Linked DNA regions of Mus musculus: regions 2, 3 and 4 are each linked to region 1. The links are chromatin contacts, called in public Hi-C, HiChIP or PLAC-seq and promoter capture Hi-C maps. All regions are on one chromosome and are shown on one strand. Each heading gives the region's core, a stretch centred on a gene start, on an enhancer-like site or on the middle of the called end of the contact. The rest is flanking DNA. Distances are from core to core; before and after follow the strand shown.

Region 1 (5,226 bases), core at 1,039-3,538:
ATTGAGCAACGTTGGGATGCACTACAATTCTGACCCAGCTGGCCCATGGGTAACCCTTCTTTTTCCCAGACAGAATCTCTATCTTTTGCATCCTTGCCTGTGGTAATTCTGGGAATCCTCCTCACTCTCTTACCAGTAAGAAAGCAGCCAGTGCAGAGGACTTCCAGTGACTATGCCATCCTGGCAAAGAGGTGCCCCAAAAGGGAACCACTCTGGTGTAACAGAGCTTCCCAACTTTCAACTATACCCACCTCACATGCTGATTTCCAGATGATCTGATGGATTCAGAAGTGAAAGAAAAGAAAGAAACGTTCTGGCTGGGTGTGATGGTGCATTTATGTAGTCCCAGCACTTTTGGCGGGGGTGGGGGGGTGGGGTGGGGAGATCATAGTCACCCTCAGGCACAGAGTAACCCCAGGTAGTGATGTTGCCATTTCACCATTTCAAGGACCATGGTGCTTTGAATAGCAAAGCCATAGTGTCCCTGTGCTAGAGAGGGGTCGAGACGCCATCACTTGGTTTCTGGGAATTGAACTCAGGACCTCTGCTTGCTCCTCTTGCTGGCCCCGTTTGCTCCAGCCCAAAGAGTTATTTATTACTATAAGGAAGTACACTGTAGCTGTCTTTAGACACACCAGAAGAGGGCATCAGAGCTTATGTGGTTGCTGGGATTTGAACTCAGGACCTTCAGAGGAGCAGTCAGTGCTCTTACCGGTTGAGCCATCTCTCCAGCCCTCTTTGGCACCTCTTAACTTCCATACAAGTGTCCATTTTTATGTAGCCAGTGAACATATACATAGTATCTATTATGTATAAACCCTATGCTAACTTGTTGCAAGAACATTAGTATTTCTGAGGTGCGCTCCCTGACTTAGTTAGGCTCCAAGGATTGATGACCTGGTCTACTCTATTACCTACCCTTTCCTTCATTCGCTCATTTTTAAATTTTATTTTACATTGATTTATTTTGTGTGTGCATGCAGATGTATGCTACCGAGTAAGCTCTCTTCTTCCACCAGGTGGGTCCTAGGAAGACCATCAAACTTGGTAGCAAGTGCCTTTATCCACTGAGCTTTTTCCAGACCTCTCACTCAACATTTGCTGAGGTCCCCCCCCCCCCCACTTTTTTTTTTTACAGGACCTTTCAGGAGTTGGAGGTGCAGAAGTGAAAGAAATGAAATAAACTTTCTTTCTGGCTGGGTGTGATGGTGTGTGTATGTAATCTCAGCACTTGGCAAGAGGATGGGGAGTCACCCTCAGGCACAGAACAAGTGGAGTTTGAAGACAACCTGAGCCCAAAAGGAACAGAGACCTCAGTCCCTTCTTCCTCCTTTCATCCTTGACCACCAGATGAGCAGTTTTGCTTTACCATACATTCCCTCTTGGGACCCAAATAAATTAATAATTTAAAAAGTGAAATGTTTCTAATAGGCTCTACCATTCATTACTAACCTCAAATAAACTGAGTATGGAAAAGATTCTGACAGAAGGGGGGATGACTAATTAGTTAACTAAGTCCTTTTATATTCTTTTTTCCTTTCTGGAAAGAATCAATAGAAAATCACTGGGTAGAGTCAAAGAAAGTGTAACCTTCCAACCAAAGAGTTGTGACAGCTAGAAGCAAAGTATAATTTGTGTGTATGTGTGACAGTTCTCACTTGAACTTGCCTCAAATTCATGGCAGCCCTGCTCTTAAATGCTGGGATTACAAGTGTAAGGCTGCAACACGGTTTCTGACAGGCTCTTTTAGCTGAAAAGGCAGTATCAAGGCCGTTGGGGAAATTGAATACTACAAGATTACATGGTTGAATCACTGTTAGCTCTCTTATTTGGGTGGCTGCATTGAAATTACTCAGGGAGAAACCCTACATTAGTCAGTTTTTTTCTATTACCTTAACAAAATATGTGAGACAAAGCTGGTGGTCTAATCTCCGTGAATTTGAGGCCATTATGTTTCACAGAATGAGTTCCAGACCAACCAGGATTACACACATGGTGATAGCCGGCCTTAAACGACAATAACAACACAAAATGAAGACAGCTCATAAAGAGGAACGGTTTCTTTTATTTTGGTTCACAGTTCTGGAGATTTTGGTGTGACTGGTCCCACAGCTTAGAGCCTGCGGTGAGCAATACAACACAAAAGTGAAGCTGCTCTCCTGGAGGTCCGAGACGAAAGGGGAGTTACTGCATCCTCCTGCAAGGGGGAGGGTGTGATCCTCAAGGGAAAGAACCAAAGAGTGGGCGGGGACGCGATCCAGTGAGGGGCGTGGCCTTACTGCTGGTGTACCCTGGGCGGGGCCTAGAATGTCACTTCCGGTTTTTGAGTCCGCGTGTGAACCGGCGAGCTCATGGCTACTCTGGAGTCTCCTGGGATGGATGACCAGGCTGGAGACACGGAGACAGAGGCGCTACAGAGTGCAAGGTGGCTGTACTGTGGAGAGCCCGACGACAGGCAGAAAGCTGTGCTGGGTAAAGACCGCCGACCCGGAGCGGAGTTCCGCGTAATCCTTTCCGCTTCTGTCTGGGTACCACGGTAGCCCACTGCCTGCAGCCGGGACAGGTTCCCTGCCACCATCACCTTTTCCCTCCGCATTCATCTATCGTCACCACTTCGGACTCGTCTCAGGGCAGTGCCCAGGGACCTGACATCTCCACAGCTCTCTCATTTGCCCTTTTCCCCCCTCTACGGAGCAGAGTTTCCTCTCTTGCCAGTTAATGGCATTTCCTCAGTCGTTCTCTTTTGTCACAACCCCTGCCCAGAGGTCACTTCCCCTCCCCTCCTCCATCTCCCTCTTTAGAACTGGACCAGGGCTTTCTTCATACCCCCCCGCCCCCCGAAAGTCGGACTTAAGCTCCCTTGCCTTCACTACCGGCGTCCAGCCACAGTGCAGGTCTCCCCATCCATACCCTGCTGGTCCTCGCCTCTTATTCTTGGCTTACACTCTTACAGTCCAGTTCTCCAATGGGAAGCTGCAGAATCCGGGCGACATGCGCTTCACCTTGTACAACAGCACCGACTTAGTAAACCCCAGGCAGAGGAGTCACCGGATCGTGGTAAGTGCTTGCTGGTACAGATGGTCTGGGCTCTGCAGACCTCAAAAGGTTCTTGGTGTGGGCAGACATGGGAGACCTGGCCTGGGGGGGAGGAAAGGAGGAGTAGCAAATGAGACTCTGGCCCCACTGAGGAGCAAGATTTTGGGCTTTTCACTTATATGGGCTTTATCTTTCCAGACAGGGTTTCTTCCTGTAGCCCTGGCTATCCTGGAAATTACTATATAGACCTGGCTGGCTTTGAACTCAGAGAATCACCACCTGTCTCTGACTCCGTAGTGCTGGGATTAAAGGTGTGCAGCACCACCCACCCCTGGCTTCATAAGTTGTCCCCCTACATGACCTTATTGAACGTTCACCATGTCCTCATGCCGCAGGCTAAGGAAGCATCTTCATGGGATTTGCACCTCTTAGGGAGGTCACTGTTCAGAGCTCAGCTTCAACCCTATTTTATGTGTATGGGTGTTGTTCATTTTTGTCTATGTACAATGTGTGTGTAGCTAGTGGAAGCCAGAAGTGGGCATTGGATCCCCTAGAACTGGGGTTACAGATGCTTGTGAATCAAATGTGACCCCAGAGTGATGGTTTTTTTGTTTGTTTGTTTGCTTGTTTTTTCAAAGGTTTCTTTGTACAGCTCGGGTTGGCCTTGAACTTAGAGATCTACCTGTCTCTGCCTCCTGAGTGCAGGGATCTGGGATTAAAGGCCTGTGCCACCACCACCCAGCTCCACAGGATGCTTACTAGCATCTCTGGTCTCTCCCGGGTAGATGCCAGGGTTAAGACCGGTCTGCTTTCCAGAGACTCAAATTCACCAAGTAGTACAGGCATACAGTAGAGCTAGCTTGGGGTCTAAGGGAGTGTTTAGGGCCTGGGGAGGGAGCTCTGTAGGAAACAAGTCTCAGCTTGTCTGAATGCCTTCCTGAGAAGGGTGAATGGGAATGAGGGACGATTTGATAGCAGATGTTTGGTGCCCTAGTGAACGAGGGAGAAGAAAAGCTTGGCTGCGATGGGAAGCCAGCCCTCATAGGACGAGCTAACGTCAGAAAGGTCACAAGGCAGTTATGTATAGGATCAGTTAGGTACCTATAAGTGCTAGGAGACCAAGACCTCACTGTATAGTTCGTTGTGCTGCTTATTCAAGAACTGCTATTTTCATCTGTATTCCCACTGCCTTCTGCCCACTGCCCTCCCCCATATCCCCCTCCTGCTGGTCCCTTGCCTCCCTCCCAAATAAGTCGCTCTTTCATGACATACATACTGGGCTGGAGAGGTGCCTCAGCATTAAAGAGCACTTCCAGGGGACCGGGGTTCAATCCCTGAACCCACATGGAGGTAGCAACTGTCTATAATTCTAGTTCCTGAGAACACAACACCCACTCCTGGTTCCTGTGGGCACGTCATAGATAAGGCATGCATGTGTGCATAAAGGCAAAGCACTCTCAACACATCAACATTATATCTCATTACATACATACTATATCAGCCTCTCGTTTCCCTTCTTTTGCACCTCTTATGATTCCTTTCAACTCTCATGCCTTGAATGTGTGCATATTCACACACACACACACACACACACACACACACACACTCTAAATCTAGATTCTGCATAGGAGAGGAAAACCTATTTTCTTTATCTGTTTTTGTCATTGATGCGCATCTAAGCTGGTTCCATTTCCTGGCTGTTGTGAATCGTGCAGCAGTAACCATGATTGTAGAAGTACAATACAGTGTGCTAACTGAAGAGCCTTCTGGGTGTATGCCTAAGAGTGGTCCAGCTGCCTCACACAGCACTTCCACTTGTAGTTTTTGAGACCCCTCCACACTGACTTCCACTGTGGCAGCAATAGCTTGCACTCCCACCAGCAGTGAGTAACGGTTCTTTCCCCACATCTCTGCCAGCATTTGTTGTTAGTTGTTTTCTCGGTGATAGCTGTTCTGACTGGGGCGTGATGGAATCGCAAAGCATTGTTTGTTTGCTTGTTTGTGTGGTTGCTATTTCTCTGTGGAATAGCCCTGGCTCTCCAGGACTTGCTTTTTACACCAGGCGGGTCTCGAACTCACAGAGATCCACCTGTCTCTGCCTCCTGAGTGCTGGGATTAATCACTGCATGAGAATGCGCGCGCGCGTGTGTGTGTGTGTGTGTGTGTGTGTGTGTGTGTCTGTGTGTCTGT
Region 2 (5,466 bases), core at 1,689-4,188, 1.2 Mb after region 1:
AAAATGCCACTTCCTCTCACAGGCGGTGTGAGCATGTATACAAACAGCCACAAGAACCTACCATACAGTAAAGAACAGCCTCCTGAGGCTGTCACACTGACTACAGCACACAACAAAAACCAAAGACAACGCAGAACGCTGGGATGCACCTGGGGGAACGCACTTGGCTGTATATAAAGAAATGGGGCCTTCAAAGATCACTCCTATGGCTATAACAGACCTACACCAATCCCCAACGCTCCCAGCACATCAGAGGTTTAGCTCCAGGACAAACCACTCAACACTACTCAACAGACACCACACCCCTAGCATTTCTCCAGTGATTCTGGCCAGGTGCCCTCTACTTCCAATGTGATGCCATCCATCTACCGGGAGTCGGAGCCCACAGGTTGAGGGTTCAGTTCCCGACTGCCCAACTTCAGATGCTAACTGCAGACCAGGCTGCAGTTAGCCTGGCTATCGACTGGCTATAAATCAGGTTTCCAAAACTGCTTCCCTGGCTGTAATTAACCTTCTACAGCAATACACACAACTTGGGAACCTAACTCACTGACATTCGCTAATCATTTGTGAAGGATTTTAAATACAAATGAAAAGTCAAGTCAAAGGACACACCAGGCAAGTGCAGACCTAAAGGAGTTCCAATATGGGAGCTTCCTTCCCCATCCTCCAGCCCCAAATGCCCGACTTCCGGAGAGCTACCCAGGTGTACAGCACACATCACATTCTACCTACTATATAGCTACAGTAAACCGCCAGGTCGGAAGAGTGGAAACACACCAAATCCCAAGTTTCTAGATAGCAGCCAAAGGAGAACCTTAAGCCGGTTCCAACCCTGCTTTGGCAATTCCTTTCTACACAAGGCTTGGGAGGACAGGGGGACAACAGCCTCTAGCAGAAAGGATTGTGGTGATAACTAGTATTTACTCCGAGGATTCTATACTAGACACTTGTCAAAAAAAAAAAAAAAAAAAAAAAAAAAACACTTTAAGAGGATTAGAATAACTAGACCTGAAAGTGAGCAAACAGGATAAGCCTAGCTGGGAAGTGTCTTTAAGAAGCGCCCTGAGGACCTAGCCGCAGAAGCAAGGAGCAGAAGTGATTCCCTGTGACAAACAGAAAACGGCAAACGGAAGGGAAAACTGCCAAAGCCCAAGGGTTAAAACTCACACCAGGGTATAAACCTCTGAAGGAGAAAGCCCTTTCTCCCCAGGCTGGTGAGTGAAATGAGGGGCAGGGCGTTCAAACGAGATACGGAACTCACTTGCTTCCAAGGGCAACAACACTTACCAGGTAGACTGACCGACCCTGCCTAACTTCGGCTATTTTTCTTTTTCCAACCCAGGGTCTTGAGCACACCAGGCAAGCACTTGACTACTGAGAAACATCCATGGCTCTCCTAGTTTTCAGAGTCCAGGCCTCCCTAACTTGCTCAGGCCGACCTGGAACTCTAGCCCTGGCAGTTCTTGAACTCAAGATCCTCCTGTCTCAGCCTCCCCAGCAGCTCTGGTCACAGGCCCAGCAATCAGGCTACTACTTCGGCTACTTCTAGCTTTCCTAGTGCTCTGGACTTCTCGTGTGGAACTGAACTATACTGTCTCTGCACTTGCCAGGCTGTCTGACGTTGTAGAAACTCTCATGACTCTAGACGTTGCCAGCAGGTAGATGGACATTGGTAAGCCATTTATCCAACAGTGTCCATCCGCCTACAAATAATGAGAAACTGAGGGTGCAATTTCGGACTTACAAGATCTGCACTATAACCAACAAAGATAATGAAAAGTACTTTTTACTTTACAAAATGGTAAGTAAGGGCTTTCGATTTATTTTGAAAGATTCAAATCTAAGCTAGTTAGTTACAAGCCAGCTCTGCTGGTCAAGAGCAACAAATCAAATTCAATGGCAAGTCTAAAGGTACAAACAGCCATAAAATATACGCATTATTATTTATACCTGCTGCCAAAACAAGTACTTAACACACACACACATATGTGTGTGTATATATATATAAATATATACATACATATGTGTGTATATGTATATATGTATATACATACACACACACACACACACACACACACACACACACACATATATATATATATAGTGGAGTTGTGAAAGAGGGATTGAAAAGAAGTAAATTACTTTTGTAGAAATAACTCGGGTGAATTACTCCAAAGAGCAATACCAGCAGCCTAAAGCACAACGGACATTAAAACCGGAAAACAGCAAGACAGGGGCTACCCTAAAATGCCAAGTATAGCCAAAATGAACCCAGGGCAACATGCCACTCAGTAAAACAGGGTTACCAAGCCCTGCCCTTTCCATTTTCCAAGGTGTCCATAAGAATACAATAGAGTAACTCCCAAGTGCTAGGCTCTGCGAGTGTTATTCTACTTTGAGCCCTGGAAGGCGCGGCCCATGTAAAAGACTGGGTCAGGGTCAGTTCTGCTGGGTGCTGGCCTGGGAGACGGCGCAGGCTGAAAGCTCTGCACCATAGACGTGCCGGGCAAAGGGCACGACAGGGAAGGCCAGGGACCACAGAGACGCGGGCGTGCTCGGCTGTTCCCGCACACCGAGCCAGAGCGGGCGGCCAAGGCGCAGCGGGAAGGCCCGGGATGCGGTCACAAACCCGCGGGAGGGAGGCCCTACGCGCGCCCGTGGAGGGGACCCCACCTCCGGTGGCCGCCGCCGCGGGGTAGGGCCGCGCAGCCAGCCGAGCCTGGCGCAGCATCAGTGCCCGCTGTCGCTTCCGCTCCACGCTCGCGCGTACGGCGGCCGGCAGCTGCGCGGGCTCGTCCGCGGCCACGGGCTCAGGTGACGTCTGCTTTTCCTCGGCCGTCGCCATCGCCTACACACTCCGTAGGAAGGGAACGCGTATTGTTGGTGAACAGCGGAGCCACAAGTACCCGGCCCTACTCCATCACCAGGCAAGGAGAAGAGCTACGCATGCGCAGTCGAGGAGTCCTGGTGGAAAAGCCTATGAAGGGCGAGGCAGTACGCCTGCGCAGCCGAGGAGTGGTGGCGGAAGAGATGATAGTGCACTTGTTGACAAACAATCCGGACTAAGCGATGGGGGAGAATCAGGACTTTAAAGTCATCCCTGTGTTCCAGACCAGCCTGAGCTACATGAGACCCTGTCTCCAAAAGTAAAGAGAACATGGAAAAGAGCATTGGGAAAGAATGGCTGTGTGACAGCTAAAAAGCATGAGAAAACAGGAAGGCAACAGAGAAAAGTGGGACGTGGTATGAGCTCCAAACCCAGCTGCGGGCCATGGGTAGAGAGCCAAAGCCATAGCCACATGGAGAGCCAGACAGCCCCATGACAACAGACTGGCCATTCTATACACAAATGAAACCCTTGTTTTCATCCAGTGGGGGAAACGTGATGTGGCAGTGACTCCTCCTGTGTGAGCCATCTTTCCAAAGATGGCTTTGGAAAAGAAATGCACATTGTTACTCCCCGTGTTTTGGACCGATGTGCCAGGGGGCTTGTTCATAGCATAGCTGCTCCCGAAAACCAAAAGCTGGAATCTACCCAAATGTCCATCAACTTTTGAATGGCTAAACAATGCATAGTATTACCATACAATGAACTATTTTTCTTCAAACATGAGAAAAATGAAGCGCTGGTCCATGCTACGACATGACTGAACTTTGAAAATGTTACTCTAAGAGGAAAAAGCCATTCACAAATGCATATGTTTATGTGAAACTCACAGAATAAGCAAGCCCGCCATAACAGAAAGCAGTCCAGAGGTTCCTAGAGTTTGCAGCTAAGGAGTAACCAGGAGGAGATGCTCCTCTGTAGGTATGAGGCTGCCTCCTGAGGTGATGAGAATTCTAGAACTAGACACTCTTGATGATTGTGCAACTCTGTGGATGTATTTTCTGGCCAGAGCAGGGAATCTGAGCACCAGAATTATAAAGAACCCCACCTCCACCCCACCCCTGGGTAGCACCAAACCTTAAGTGGCAGCACCTGTGATGACCACCACAGTCTCTGCACATTTCTGGCTTGGTGGCTGAGGGAATGAGGTAACAGGATCTCCCCCAAAATAACCTCTGAGAGTGGCCAGTGCTCAGAATCCTCTCCCCCACAAAGCACCGAATCTGACAGGTTGCAGGGTGTGGCTCAGGTGCGTCCTGAGCCCCAGTGTTTTGAAACTCTTGGCAACTTGTTCTTCCTTTCCAGGTTAACTCCCTCTCCTTTGGCTCAGGGACTTTTTGTGATAGAGTTTCAGGTAACCAGGTCTGAACTGTGAGCTGGCGCCTCAGCTCAAAGCAGTCTCCCTCTTCAGAAAGGAAGAGTGCTCGCCCTCATCTGTACACTCCACTGGGTGACAAAGGCTACGGGTTTGCTCAGAGCAAAACACATGAGTCACTTGGTGGGGGTACAAAAGGAAAAAGGGCAGGGACAGCAAACCAGGGGCCCTGTCCTTGCCTCTTCCCATCCTGTCTCGAGGAAACCATGACTGTATCCACTTTCCCACATTATACCTCCTTCACCTCCCAGACTGACAGATCCTGACTAAACAAGGAAGCTGCGTAAAGGACAGAGAGCATTGAAACCCCAATGGAACTGAAGGAAAGTAGACTCTGAAAAAGGGAATCCAGGAAGATGGGGTAAGACACGGACAGAGGCCGTGCTCAGACTGTCTCTCTGTGTGCATGACTGGGCTGTTTTTCCTCTGATTCCCTGAGGTTTTGGCCCTTAAATGCAGTCACCTTGGCCATCACTGGCACCCACTCACAACAGAAGCATGTCTTTGAGCAGGTTTTCATGTCACTGAGAGCTCCCGGGCTGAGGACCCAGCACACAGCAATGAATTAGTCCTATTCTTCCTCTCCTGGAGCTTCCGGTCTAATCTGGTCTGGTCACATGACCACCTGTCACACTCTTATCTGAAAGGACTCTCTTCTCCACACCTTGAAGCTCTTTCTTGATATTTCAACTGGATATTCCTTCTTTGCTCTTCTGAAACTTATCCCTCGCCCTCAGCCCATCCCCCAACCAGCGCCATCCATCTTTAATGACCGATGGAGCTCTGAATGGGTACCAAATGCACTTGGGCTTAAGGCAGCATCCTCTGGCATCCGGGAACCAGGAGGGCTGGCCCAGAGTGGGCATCATCTGTCCAACTGTTGAACGTCCTTGCAGTCACCAGAAATCAATGAGGATACAACCCTGAGCAAATCGACAGATCCCTCCTCACACAGGCAATGTGTCCTAACTAGCTTTGCTCGGACCCAGTTCACGTGCTCTCCAATGTACCCATTTAAAGCAGTCTAGTCATGTTCAATATGGCACAGGTTGTACAAATGTCACCACAGCCCACTCTAGAACATTCTTTCTTGTCAGTTTAGAAACAAACCCCACAACCTTTAACAGTCACCTCACCCCTGCTGTGAGCATCCAGGTACTAGCATATGCTGTCTCTGTTGGATCCAGACGTGGGCATGGAT
Region 3 (5,744 bases), core at 68-2,567, 1.0 Mb after region 1:
GCTCCTCTCTACCAGTGTAGCTACAATGTAGCAATTCTTGTTAAACCGAAGTGGTTTAACTTAAGTGGGAACCACTTGCAAGTAGCATTAATCCTCTGCTCATCTCTCCTAGAGACTCAACTCTCCAACTCAGCTTCCTGCAGACCATGAGAAAGAATAATCTGAGCCACACTAATATTCTGAATTTCCACTACTAGCAAAGTACACTTTTAAAATAGGATGCATTCATATGGAAATACCATATTATGTTCATATGGTAAATTCGCTGGGGATGAAACCTATAAATTGAACAGTAGGAAAGAATGGTGCGTCACAAATTAGCCTCAGCAGCGAGCAAGAGGCACCAACCTGACAATAAGGGCAAGACTTCTGGAAGGGTCCACAAAACAGTGTCTTAGAAGGGAGAGGTGGGTGACTGGGGAGCGGGGTCAGGCTGTTGGTTGGCTTGCACAGGTGTTCTTACTATAAAATTCAGAAAGCTACACACTAATATGTGCCCTGAAAGTATTTACACCCACAACAAAACGCTTAAAAATAAGTCCTTGGGAATAGTAAGTCCCTGCTTTGTTTAAAAATACACCCCACTTCTCCCTTGAAAAGGACATTCTTAATAGGGCGAGGGTTTTATAATACAGTAATGCATTAGGAAAATACTTTTCAGCGTTTCTCCTTAGGCATCTAGGAATTAAGATTTCCCTCACCAAAAAATACGGTAGGATAATCCAACGGAGATGTTCCCTGTGCCTGTTTGGATTCGTTGGTAGGAGCCGTTTGTTTATTGAAACACTTAAAGGCTTCGGTTTGGGTTTAAGTGGTTTGTTCTGGAGAGAACACATTAGCCTTTTAAGAAGGAGGAACTTTCATTCCGATTATTTTAAGTGGTGATTTCGGACGCTCCAGTCTCAATGCTGTGTAGGGAGAAGGCGTTCAATTCTGCGTTGGAATTGCACGTCCACAGATGGTTATTAAGCCCTGGGCCCGTGCCAGTCCTGGCCGAGGGGACAGGTTGCCTCTTCAAAGGAAGCTAGGTGTAGCTGTGCTGACTTTACTGGAACATTCTAGACGAGAGTAAAGATCTGCGCGACTTTGTCCAGATACCTCCAACGTAGCATAAAATCAAGTTGGAGAAACCGAGAACAAGGCAGGGAACCACACATTCCCCTGCCTCCGGGGCTGGGGTGGCCCTAGATCCTAATAGCGAGTGTTGCTCCCAGGCCGGGGACCGCGCAGCACCCTGTCGCCCCTGGTAGAGCAGGAGGGCGGGGAGGGCGGCGGGTTGGGGCGGGGCGCGGTGACAGCAGAACAGGGCCCGCCCCCGGCTTCCCACCCGCGGCCGCCAGGGAACTCGCCAAGCCCCGCGTTCCGCTCATTGCCGCCGCCCGCGCTCGCGCCACCCCGCATCCCGGTAAGACCCCCCGCCCGCCATCCCTAGGTCCCCCTCGGCCTCGCGGGGCTCCCTGCCGCCGCGCCGGGGCGCAGCCATATCTGGGCAAAATATTCAGCTGTCGCAGCCGCTGAGAAGGGACTGAGCACGGTTCCCTCTATAAATAGCCGCCGCCTCGGGTGGCCTTCGGGGATCGGGGTCCGGTTCCCCAGCCTGATGATCGGGTCGCTGGCGCTAAGCGTCCCTGCAGCCTGATGCGCCCAACCCTAGTCAGGGCGCCCGGGGCACTAGACCTGGTCTCCCGGGGACCTTGGGAGCCGCCCGGGGTGCCTTGGGCATTGGCACGTTGTGAGCTGGTCACGAGCCCTCCTGGGAGTCTGGGGAGGAAGGGGATACACGCTCGGGGGACGCTGAGTCCTCTGAGCACCGATCTGGCCGGCGCCTGAAAAGTTTCCCAAACTGCTGGAACTAGCTGAGGTTTAAAGCACCAGCTGCGCTTGCCTCGCTGCGCGCAACCAGGTAGAGGCAGGAGGCCACTGGTTGTCTCCAGTTTGAGGGGCGGCCTAGGCAACCCTCCTTTCTTTTCTGGATCTCGTTTTCCTGTTTGTAAGGTGAAGTTAGGGTCCTTCAAAGAGATGGTACCCGGGGCCACGAGAGTGGCCAGGGCGTGCTCTGAACTGCCTACACTCCCCTGCACCTGTTCTGCAGTTTCAGGCAGGGTAAGGATGCTGAGGACACAGCTGCAAAAGTCAGAGACTTTGGTGGCTCTTGGAACTCAAATCCTGGCCTAGGACCCACTGTGGCCCTCGGAATAGCCTGGGAAGTGTGCCTGGGGTGTTTGGGAGCATCTCTAGGCTGAGTTGCTAGCAGCACCTCGGCAAAACAAGTGACCAAATGAACTGGGCAGGCTCAGGCAATTCAGTTCCCTGTGTGGCACCTGTGATAACTCCCTTAACCCGGAACCTCCCCAGCTCTCTGTTTAGTTACCTCTCTCAGCTTTCCCCATGAGATTCCGAAGACCTGGCAGAGCCAGACTCTAAACCCAGATTCTGGGTTCTTTCTTAGTGGGGGCTCCCTCCCACAGGGTTTATCTTTCACCCTGGGTCCCACTGTTGCCCCTGTAAGGGCTTCAGAACCCTTTGCTCAAGGTCATGCCAACCCCCACTGCAGTCTGCTTGCCTTTCCTGTCTCTACCGACCTTTCCTGGCAGGTTTGGGGACTCTGCACCCCTCTTTTGTGATCTGCTAATGTCTGGGACTTTCCCAGGCTGGAGTAATAGTGTGGAGAGTCTAGTAATAGATCCTGAAGATCGCTCCGTTTTCTCTAAAGCTATCTCCGGGCTTCACAGATAAATGAGTGAAAGGGGAATCACCCAATAGGAAGATTCTCACCGACTTCAAACCTCACAACAAACAGGCAGAGTGAAGACAGGGCGCCTGTCACTCTGGCATCTGCTCTCTAATGAGCTAGCCTTGCAGTCCACGGTTTAGACAGCCACTGGCTCTTGGGTGCCTCGCATCCTAAGTGGGAAGTTAGAGCCCTCTAAAAATAGCCCAGCCCACCTTATCAGAGTCTCACACCTTCTCTCCCTTCTTGGGCAGGGCTCTTGGCTGCAGCTTAACTACAGAACACAGGGACTAGGTGGTGTCAGCTCTAAGCAATAAAGGGAATGGCCAGGAGTTCAGGCCCCTAGCTCCAGCCCCGGCTCTGTTACCCACTCAGTGTGACCTTGAGAAATGACCTTAGTGGACAGGATGGTCTTTAGTGGCGCTGGAGTGCAGAAGAGGCAGGGCTGGAAGTCTTCTGGGAAGCCCTCTAGCTGGAGAAAAAGGAAGTGCAGGGGAGATCTGGGGCACCAGATCTGGGATGAGGACCCCAGGAGTCCAGGTGTGTGTGTGTGTGGGGGGGTGAGGGTAGAGGGGGCTGCAGCCTTCCAAGAGCCTAGTGGAGAGGTGGGCACAGTTACTACACAGGGATAGAATGCTGAGAAGTGTGGAGACTCCGTCAGAATCCAGGGTAGGCATTGGGGACTTGGTTGCAGCACAGCCGAGCATTAAAAACTAGGATTGGCTGGAGACCAAGCTGGTGCCCTCAGTTTCCCCCTGTGTACAACAGGGCTAGCCATAGTGGACACTTCATTCAGGCTGTGATAGGAAGTGATGATGGGCAAGCCCTGAGCTTCGTTAGACCCTGCCCAGTACCTTGTGAGGATGTGGTTAAGGAGACAGAGGCTGGAGCTTAAGTAGAGACAGCTCCCAACTCTCTCAGAGCGTAGATGAGAAAGGCAGTCAGAGCTGGGGCAGAGGGCAGCCCTCAGTGTTTGTGACATGGCCAGCATAAGTGGTAGAGGCAAATCAAGGGGCAACCACAGAGTGTAAGAGAATCTGAGGGGTGTGCCCATGGCAGGATTGAGGTCCTTCCTTAAGAACATGCCATATGTCACCAGCTTTGCAAGTGGCTTTCAACCCTCTAGACTTTGCTGAGCAAAAATAAAGGGGGGGCTTGGGGGTGGGGGGGAGTTAGAATGAAGCAGGCTCTGGTCTGGGCCCCTGTGTCCCCTGGCTGACTCAGTATCTGTGAGCCGTGAAGGGTGAGCTGACCCTGCTCTGGGGGCCCCATGACCTTGGCTTGCTAACTTCTGAGATGATGTCATCTATTGATGACTTCTGCTGAGCCCAGTCATATGGCTTCTTCCGGACAGTGTTTTGATTTTTCAGTCTTACTAATGGGCCAGCCCAGGCTGCCAACATTTCTAAAGAGGCCAGTTCACTTTCCCTTAAAGCCAGAACACCAGCTAGATCAATTATTTGGCTGCTAGGAGTCATTATCAGTTTAAAGCCAGGGGCCTGCTTCCTGGGATTAGCAGGAGTCACTCCCACAGCGCTGGGGGGGGGGGGGGCTGGCTCCCTTTTGTTTTATACAGTCTTCTGGTTTATTATGATGGCAACAGCCTCTGAAAGAATGAGCTCACTGGAATCAACCTAGGATGTGGTCTGGAGCCTCCTGGGCCGAGGCACTGGGTCCTTGTCTGATAGAAATGCTAAACACTCAAGCACGCACGTCCCTTGTGCCCTCCTGGAGAGGACAGGCTCCATATCACAGTGCCTGAGAGGGTGGGAAGTGGAGAAGAAGACAGGTCCCACCCCTCTGCCCCTGTCCTTTTTATACTCCGTGTTCCCTTTACCAGGCTGCCTTTTACTCTAGGATATTAGAGTAGCGCCACAGGGCTGTTGCTAAAGACGTCTGTAGTGGACCATGGCAGTAACCATTGGACATTTCCTCCAGTGCCCAAACAAGCCAAGGAAAGCAGACGCCTCTTGGCCTCACTCTGACTTCTTCATGGGCTTATCTACTGCTCAGCCTTTCTGTGCAGCTGCTTTTAGTTCTCCTGGCCTCTTGCCCCACCCCCTCTCCCATTTCTGTTAGCCCTGGGCCCCTGCATACTGCACAACGCCAGTAATAGCTCCCCAAAGATGTTTCAACCTCAGCAGACCTAGCCTTGGTCTCTCCTGTCCATCTTCTTGTGTTCTCATCTTAGTCAACAAAGCCACGGTCCACCCAGGCACCAAGGCAGAGCCTCCCTTCCACACGGCCATTCAGTAGACGCTGCCTTCCTTTACAGCTCCTATCCATTCAAAGGTCCACATTCATCATTGCAGTCAAGGACTTAGGCGTCTCTACCCCAGGCTATTGTCAGAGTTTCTTAAAAAGGGGGATTATGCTGCCGTTCAGAGAGCTTCCCAAAGCAGAGCCATGGTCCTTTCAATGTTCTTTTGGGGGGAATTCCCCATTTCCTAGTAAAGACCTGAGATTTCTTAGCATCTCACAGGATCTGGTCCCACGGTACTTTGAAATCCTTGCTATGCCTGCCCCAGATTCTTTGAACCTTCTCAAGGCTCAGACATGTTTCCCTGCCTTTACCTGGATGCTCCCTCTGCCTGGGATGCTGCTCCCCTCGAACCCCCAGAGCACCAGCATGCTCAACCTGACCTATCTGCTGCCTCTCCGTCTGGGCAGACAGGAGGCTGTTGGAGGGCAGGGTTAGTAGCTCCTGTGTATACGTAGTGGTATCAACATCACCGTTCAGTGCAGTACAGGTTCTAATAAATGGTTGACAGAGGAATGAATGGGTGAACGACCAAGGCATCACAACGAGCACACGGTACACAGCCCCCAGCCTTTACATGTTTTCCCATCCACCAGGCAGTTGGCTCCATGAGTGAGGAAGCAGACTTGGCCTGTCTCCTGTCAAGTTCCCAGCCCCTGTCAGCCCTGTCACGCTGAGCAGCTGATGACATCAATCATGCCATTTGAAACCCACAACGATCTTGTAAAGGAGAGACAGCAGGTGCCATACCTG
Region 4 (5,434 bases), core at 2,517-5,016, 1.3 Mb before region 1:
GCTGATGCAGAGGCCATGGAGGGATGTTCTTTACTGGCTTGCCTCTCCTGGCTTGCTCAGCCTGCTCTCTTATAAAACCAAGACTACCAGCCCAGAGATGGTCCCACCCACAAGGGGCCTTTCCCCCTTGATCACTAAATGAGAAAATGCCTTACAGCTGGATCTCATGGAGGCATTTCCTCAACTGAAGCTCCTTTCTCTGTGGTAACTCCAGCTGTGTCAAGTTGACACAAAACTAGCCAGTACAATGACCCACTTTTCTTCCTTCCGTCCCCTAGGACCCGGGCAACACTCATCTTTTGTTCTGTCTTCTCTGGGGTTTCACATTTTCCACAGTATCATAGACTCGGGTCCACATGATGTGGAGTCTTCATATATTGGCTTCTTTTAAATAGCACAAGATGTCTCCTTTGTATCTATCAGCTCATGAGTTGACAGCTCATTTCTTTTTAACCCTGAACAGCAATGCACTCTCTCCTGGCTACGCTTCCCTTGTGTGCTCACTGATGGGAGGCTGACAGCGTGTAAGATGCAGGGCTTGGGGCGGGCACATTTCAGCTCATTTAGGTAAATTGTCGGATTGTTTGCCAGACTGTGTTTAGTTTTTAAATGAAATGGTCATTTTTTTCCCCTATGGTGGTTTGACCTTGTCACTTTTTTAAAATTTTTTTTCCATTTTTTATTAGGTATTTAGCTCATTTACATTTCCAATGCTATACCAAAAGTCCCCCATACTCACCCACCCCCACTCCCCTACCCACCCACTCCCCCTTTTTGGCCCTGGCGTTCCCCTGTACTGGGGCATATAAAGTTTGCAAGTCCAATGGATCTCTCTTTCAAGTGATGGCCTATTAGGCCATCTTTTGATACATATGCAGCTAGAGACAAGAGCTCCGGGGTACTGGTTAGTTCATAATGTTGTTCCATCTATAGGGTTGCAGTTCCCTTTAGTTCCTTGGGTGCTTTCTCTAGTTCCTCCATTGGGGGCCCTGTGGTCCATTCAATAGCTGACTGTGAGCATCCACTTCTGTGTTTGCTAGGCCCCGGCATAGTCTCATAAGAGACAGCTATATCAGGGTCCTTTCAGCAAAATCTTGCTAGTGTATGCAATGGTGTCAGCATTTGGAAGCTGATCATGGGATGGATCTCTGGATATGGCAATCACTAGATGGTCTATCCTTTCGTCACATTTCCAAATTTTGTCTCTGTAACTCCTTCCATGGGTGTTTTGTTTCCTATTCTAAGAAGGGGCAAAGTGTCCACACTTTAGTCTTTGTTGACCTTGTCACTTTAAAACCCATTATTATTGTTGTGGTGCTATTAAGACCTCATTGGTCCTGCCTTTGTGTCCTGGAATGGTATTTTCCCATTTTTAATTCTTTGGCCATATTATTGATAATTTGGAATGATGTGTTAGTTAAGTGTGTGGCTGTTAAATATGGGCTACAAACCAAAGTCAGGATAATAGACATTTTTGATGGGTCAGGATACAAAAGTGATTTTTGACTGCCACCACTAGGTGGTGCCACCAATTAGTGAAAACAATGTGGTTGTTTTTGCTGGTCAACCAAGAAACCACTCACATAGCCTTGTGTGGACAATGTATGAACATGTGGATGTGTTTGTGTGTGTGTGTGTACATGCATGTGCATTCATGCACATACTCGTGGACACAAACATGAGGCTCATGAGTCCCCACAGGGGACATTACTTTAAATGTGTCTGTGTGCATACAAAGACACTCGCTGAGGTGAGGCATCCAGAAAAGCACAGGATTGAAGTGAGATAGGAAGACTTTTCAAGGGCTTGCCCATCAGCTGGTGGTCTGACAGGCCTGACTAAGAAGGCTGCAGAATAAAGACTCAACGGAAGGGGGCTATTCAATGACAGGGCCACAGGATAGCTTTCCTGAGGGTGGCCCTACTTCATCAGAGCCAGTCCCTCTCAGGTCATCAATCTAACAGAACCTGTGTCCAGTCAGGCCATTCAAAATGATCAGGGAAGCAGTCACAGGATTAAAAGTAGGAGGACAGTTTCCCGCAGGGGACTTAAGTAGTTACTTCTGAAGGTCTGGAGATGGCAGCCTGTCACCTCTAAGTTTCCGAAGCTGCTAATACGATGGCCACTTCAAGGTCCTATATTTTATCCAAATGGGGAGAAAATAGGCATCTCATAAAATAAGCGTGTATTGAGTGTAGATGGGTGTCTCTTCATCTCTGGCCCTCAAGCTCGCCCCCCCCCACCCCCTTTGTGCATCATCTTCTACTGTCTCTGGAAGGCCCCACAGCAGGTAGCATCCTTAGCCCTGGACAGCTCTTCTCACCCCAACCAAAAGTCTGGAGATTGCTTGTGGTATACACTAACCCACAAAGGTGAGAGACTCAGACAAGTTGCTTCCCTTCTTTGGCCTCAGTTTCCCTAATGCGGGGTGAGTCCAGGGACCCTTAGGAATGACTGAAAGTCTTCAGATCTGCACATTGCAGGGTAGTCTCCAGGTTGTGTGGGGTGGGCATCTCCTTGGAAAACTCCTGTAAAGTTATCCATTTAATGCTCCCTTCTTCATGCCCCTTTCCTCTCCCTCCTCCCTTCTCCCTCCTCCCCTCTCCACCAGCTCCCATAGGACTTTTTCTTCAATGTGCCTCTAGGGAAGGCAGCTGGCTCCAAAGCCCCAGGAGTCTGCAGGAGGAGTTCTCTATACAAGCCTCATTAAAAGTTCAAGTGACTTCTCCAGAGGGCCAGGAAGCCTCTGGAGACTAGCCTCCCTCGAAACCAGCTTGGCCAAAGGTGATGTACAACCCTTTGAGCTGCTGTGGCAGCTTTTCAGTAAAGATGTCAGAGAAAGCAGCTGTGACTGGGATTAGAGCAGGGGAGTGTCCCTGGAGTTTGCTTCTGCTGTGGGATCTCCAGAGAGGACACGGTGGGCTCGAGGAAGGGCCTTGACCAACTTTACAGAGTGGAGCTACTGCAGAGCTGGAGCCAGTCTGAGGTTTGGGGGCTGAGCACTCTCCAGAAGGAGCTTTGAGGAATGGGTTGAAGGACCCCTGAGGACCCTGGCCACAGAGCTTGGGCTTTGGGGAGCCCAGTCCGCTTGCGTACAACAGAGATGCTGGGGACACCCTGAATCCCAGCCTCATCCTTGGTGACTAGGGGGCCAGAGGATTTAGAACCAGTAACGAGAGAATGGAAGACTGTGCACATTCTGGTCACCAAACAAGTTCCCAGGCAGGTAGGAATGACCCGAGCTTTGTGACAGGGCAGATGATAGGGCAACGGGACTGCCATCCACTGACATTGTTGACCGGGGAGATAAGGGGCTGACCTGTGTGACCTCAAGTGGCTTCCTTTCTGCTTCCTGTTAACCCAAAGTTGACAAGCCTTCTGGCTTCCTATACCCAACAGGAGAAGCATCCCTGGATGATGAACGGCTTGTGGCCCTCATCAGGCTCCACCCATCCCTGACTGACATTCACAGGACTTGGGCTAACTCACTGATCCTCAGCAGCAGAGGATGTTGCAGGCTACAGATAGTCGCGGAGCTAGGGAATCGTGTGCATCCTAAGCCTACACTTTTAATCTCCATACAGTGGTTCCTAGGAGAAAAGCTGAAGCCCAGAGGAGGGCCCTCCTTCTGCCAGGAGGCAGGAATAGATGGAATATTGACCTCATATCCCTGATTCAGGCCCTCCCCTTAAGCAAGCCAGTCCCACAGCTCCTTGGTCTCCACCCACTCTTCCTTCACGGCCTCCCCCTTCCTACTCCAAACAGCCTCTGGCTGTTGAGAAGCCTGTCCAAACAGACCTCTCCCACATTCCCTGGCTGTTCTCCAGTCTGCAGGAGCCGAGACACCCTTGAGTTCAGTGACTGTGAGGGCTGAGCAGAGGCTGCTGAAGGGAGCCACTGAGTGAAGTGCAGAGATCCTCTGGCTTCCAGATGTTAGGCCTTCTGGGGAACACGACCCTTGTGTGCTGGATCACGGGCACAGCACTGGCGTTTTTGATGTTGCTGTGGCTGATGGCCCTCTGCCTTTTCCACAGATCACAGGAGCATGACGTGGAGAGAAACCGAGTCCGACAAGCCCGGCCTCGACTCTTCCATGGCCGGCGCCTGCGTCTCCCAAGACTTGTTCACCATCACCACCATCACCATGTGACCGGGGTGACCAGTGTGGGCGTTCACCACCACCATCACCATTCTCCCCATCGTCTCCACCACCACAAGCACCACCACCGCCACCACCATGCTCATGGAGCCCGCCGCTGAGGCCAATAGATAGCATCTACCTGGCTCTGCCCTCCATCCAGCAGCAACATGAGTGGATCCTGATGCTGCCACGGAAAAGGATGTGCCTCTGGGATGAAGGGGGGTACTGGGACCCTGGTCCTGCTTGGGTTTCATTTGCATATGAGCCCTTCTCCCTATGTGCAACAGAGACCCACCTGGGTGGCCCTCTACACAATGTGGGGCTTGAGCTTCGAGCAGGGCTGGCTGAGTTTCCTACCTTGTGACTGCAACTCCTGGTGACCCTGGAAGTAACAAGGGTATCTGGCAGAACCAGAGCCCAGGTGGAGATGGAGAGTTCTTCTGATTGGGGAGGCCCTGTGATGAGCTTCCAGGGGCAGACTGTGGTACGGGCATTCACTGCTGCTTGGCTGTAAGAAATAAAAGCCACCAGGAAGCTTTTTGTGTGAACTGGTTCTTGACTGTGGCACAGTGGGAGGGAGGGAGTCATGAGGGCCCTGGGAACTCTTCTGGAAGGAGCTGAGCCTGGGGTCTGGAACAGAGAGAAGTAGGTGGTCCCCGCCTAAGCTCTGAGGAAGAATTCAGTGTGGACGGCCCAGAGCTTTGGAGAAGGGACAGTTGAGACCCCTAGCCTGGGTTCTAGCTCTCGGAGCACCCTGCCTGAGTGCTCCTCCTAGCCTGGTCCAGAGCAGGAACCAACCCTGGGTTCAGTGTCTGTTTGGGGACTGAATAGGGATTCTTATGCAGACTCTGAGTCTCCAGCCAGCCTGTCTGCAGATGCACAGTAGCAGCTGATAAGACCAGAGGGAGGGAACAGTTAACTGCTTGGCATGCCGGGTGGCCTCAAGAGAATGTGCCTGGCCTGAGCCTCAGTTTTTCCTTCCTTAAAATGGAATGGATAGTAGAGACTCCTACCACAGTCAACAGGCATGCAAAGGACCCACACACACTATGAATAAAAGGTTGGGTCCATGAAGGGGAAGGAAATATCGTCCCAGCCTGAGCCTGAGAACAGGGAGAAGCAGGGCAGAGAGCAGCAGAGGGAAACGCCAGAAAGTCAGTGACTCACTGGAATAGAATGTCCTCTTTCCTTCTGTTTCCCAGGGGACTGTGCGAGGACTAGGCGAGGGGTGACCAGTGAGGAAGGGAAGAGGCAAATTCACACTGACAGCTGCACTGGGTTTCTGCACTGGGA

Evidence for each region. Promoter capture Hi-C pulls out the DNA fragments that hold promoters and counts their contacts. A called contact is a pair of places that touch in the nucleus more often than the background predicts. HiChIP or PLAC-seq counts read pairs in DNA pulled down with a chosen protein or histone mark.
Region 2: a contact with region 1 is called in an H3K27ac HiChIP or PLAC-seq map of cardiomyocytes, with 9 times the contacts expected there. The contact joins the promoter of Xpa here to the promoter of Polr1e in region 1. A contact is called at or near these places in 16 of 39 promoter capture datasets (the 3T3-L1 cell line, 3T3-L1-derived adipocytes, the C10 cell line and 10 more), 2 of 484 Hi-C or Micro-C datasets (CD4 T cells and uterus), 9 of 115 datasets of contacts at active chromatin or transcription factors (T-cell acute lymphoblastic leukemia, astrocytes, cardiomyocytes and 5 more) and 3 of 9 other capture datasets (adipose tissue, embryonic stem cells and liver).
Region 3: a Hi-C map of the G1E-ER4 cell line shows a contact between it and region 1, with 3 times the contacts expected there. The contact joins the promoter of Tmod1 here to the promoter of Polr1e in region 1. A contact is called at or near these places in 8 of 39 promoter capture datasets (cranial neural crest, embryonic stem cells, hippocampal neurons and 4 more), 3 of 484 Hi-C or Micro-C datasets (the G1E-ER4 cell line, cardiomyocytes and cortical neurons) and 4 of 115 datasets of contacts at active chromatin or transcription factors (acute myeloid leukemia, astrocytes, cardiomyocytes and 1 more).
Region 4: a contact with region 1 is called in a promoter capture Hi-C map of liver, with 3 times the contacts expected there. The contact joins the promoter of Hrct1 here to the promoter of Polr1e in region 1.

What each region holds. Positions count from the first base shown.
Region 1 is chr4:45,016,321-45,021,546 of GRCm38.p6, forward strand. Polr1e (polymerase (RNA) I polypeptide E) reads left to right here and starts at 2,289. Exons shown (of 12, transcript NM_022811.3): 1 at 2,289-2,472; 2 at 2,954-3,057. The coding sequence starts at 2,352.
Region 2 is chr4:46,193,373-46,198,838 of GRCm38.p6, forward strand. Xpa (xeroderma pigmentosum, complementation group A) reads right to left here and starts at 2,939. Exons shown (of 6, transcript NM_011728.2): 1 at 2,677-2,939. The coding sequence starts at 2,848.
Region 3 is chr4:46,037,905-46,043,648 of GRCm38.p6, forward strand. Tmod1 (tropomodulin 1) reads left to right here and starts at 1,318. Exons shown (of 10, transcript NM_021883.2): 1 at 1,318-1,405.
Region 4 is chr4:43,723,432-43,728,865 of GRCm38.p6, forward strand. It overlaps Hrct1 (histidine rich carboxyl terminus 1), which reads left to right and starts at 3,767. Exons shown (of 1, transcript NM_027511.1): 1 at 3,767-4,679. The coding sequence starts at 3,931. The coding sequence ends at 4,260.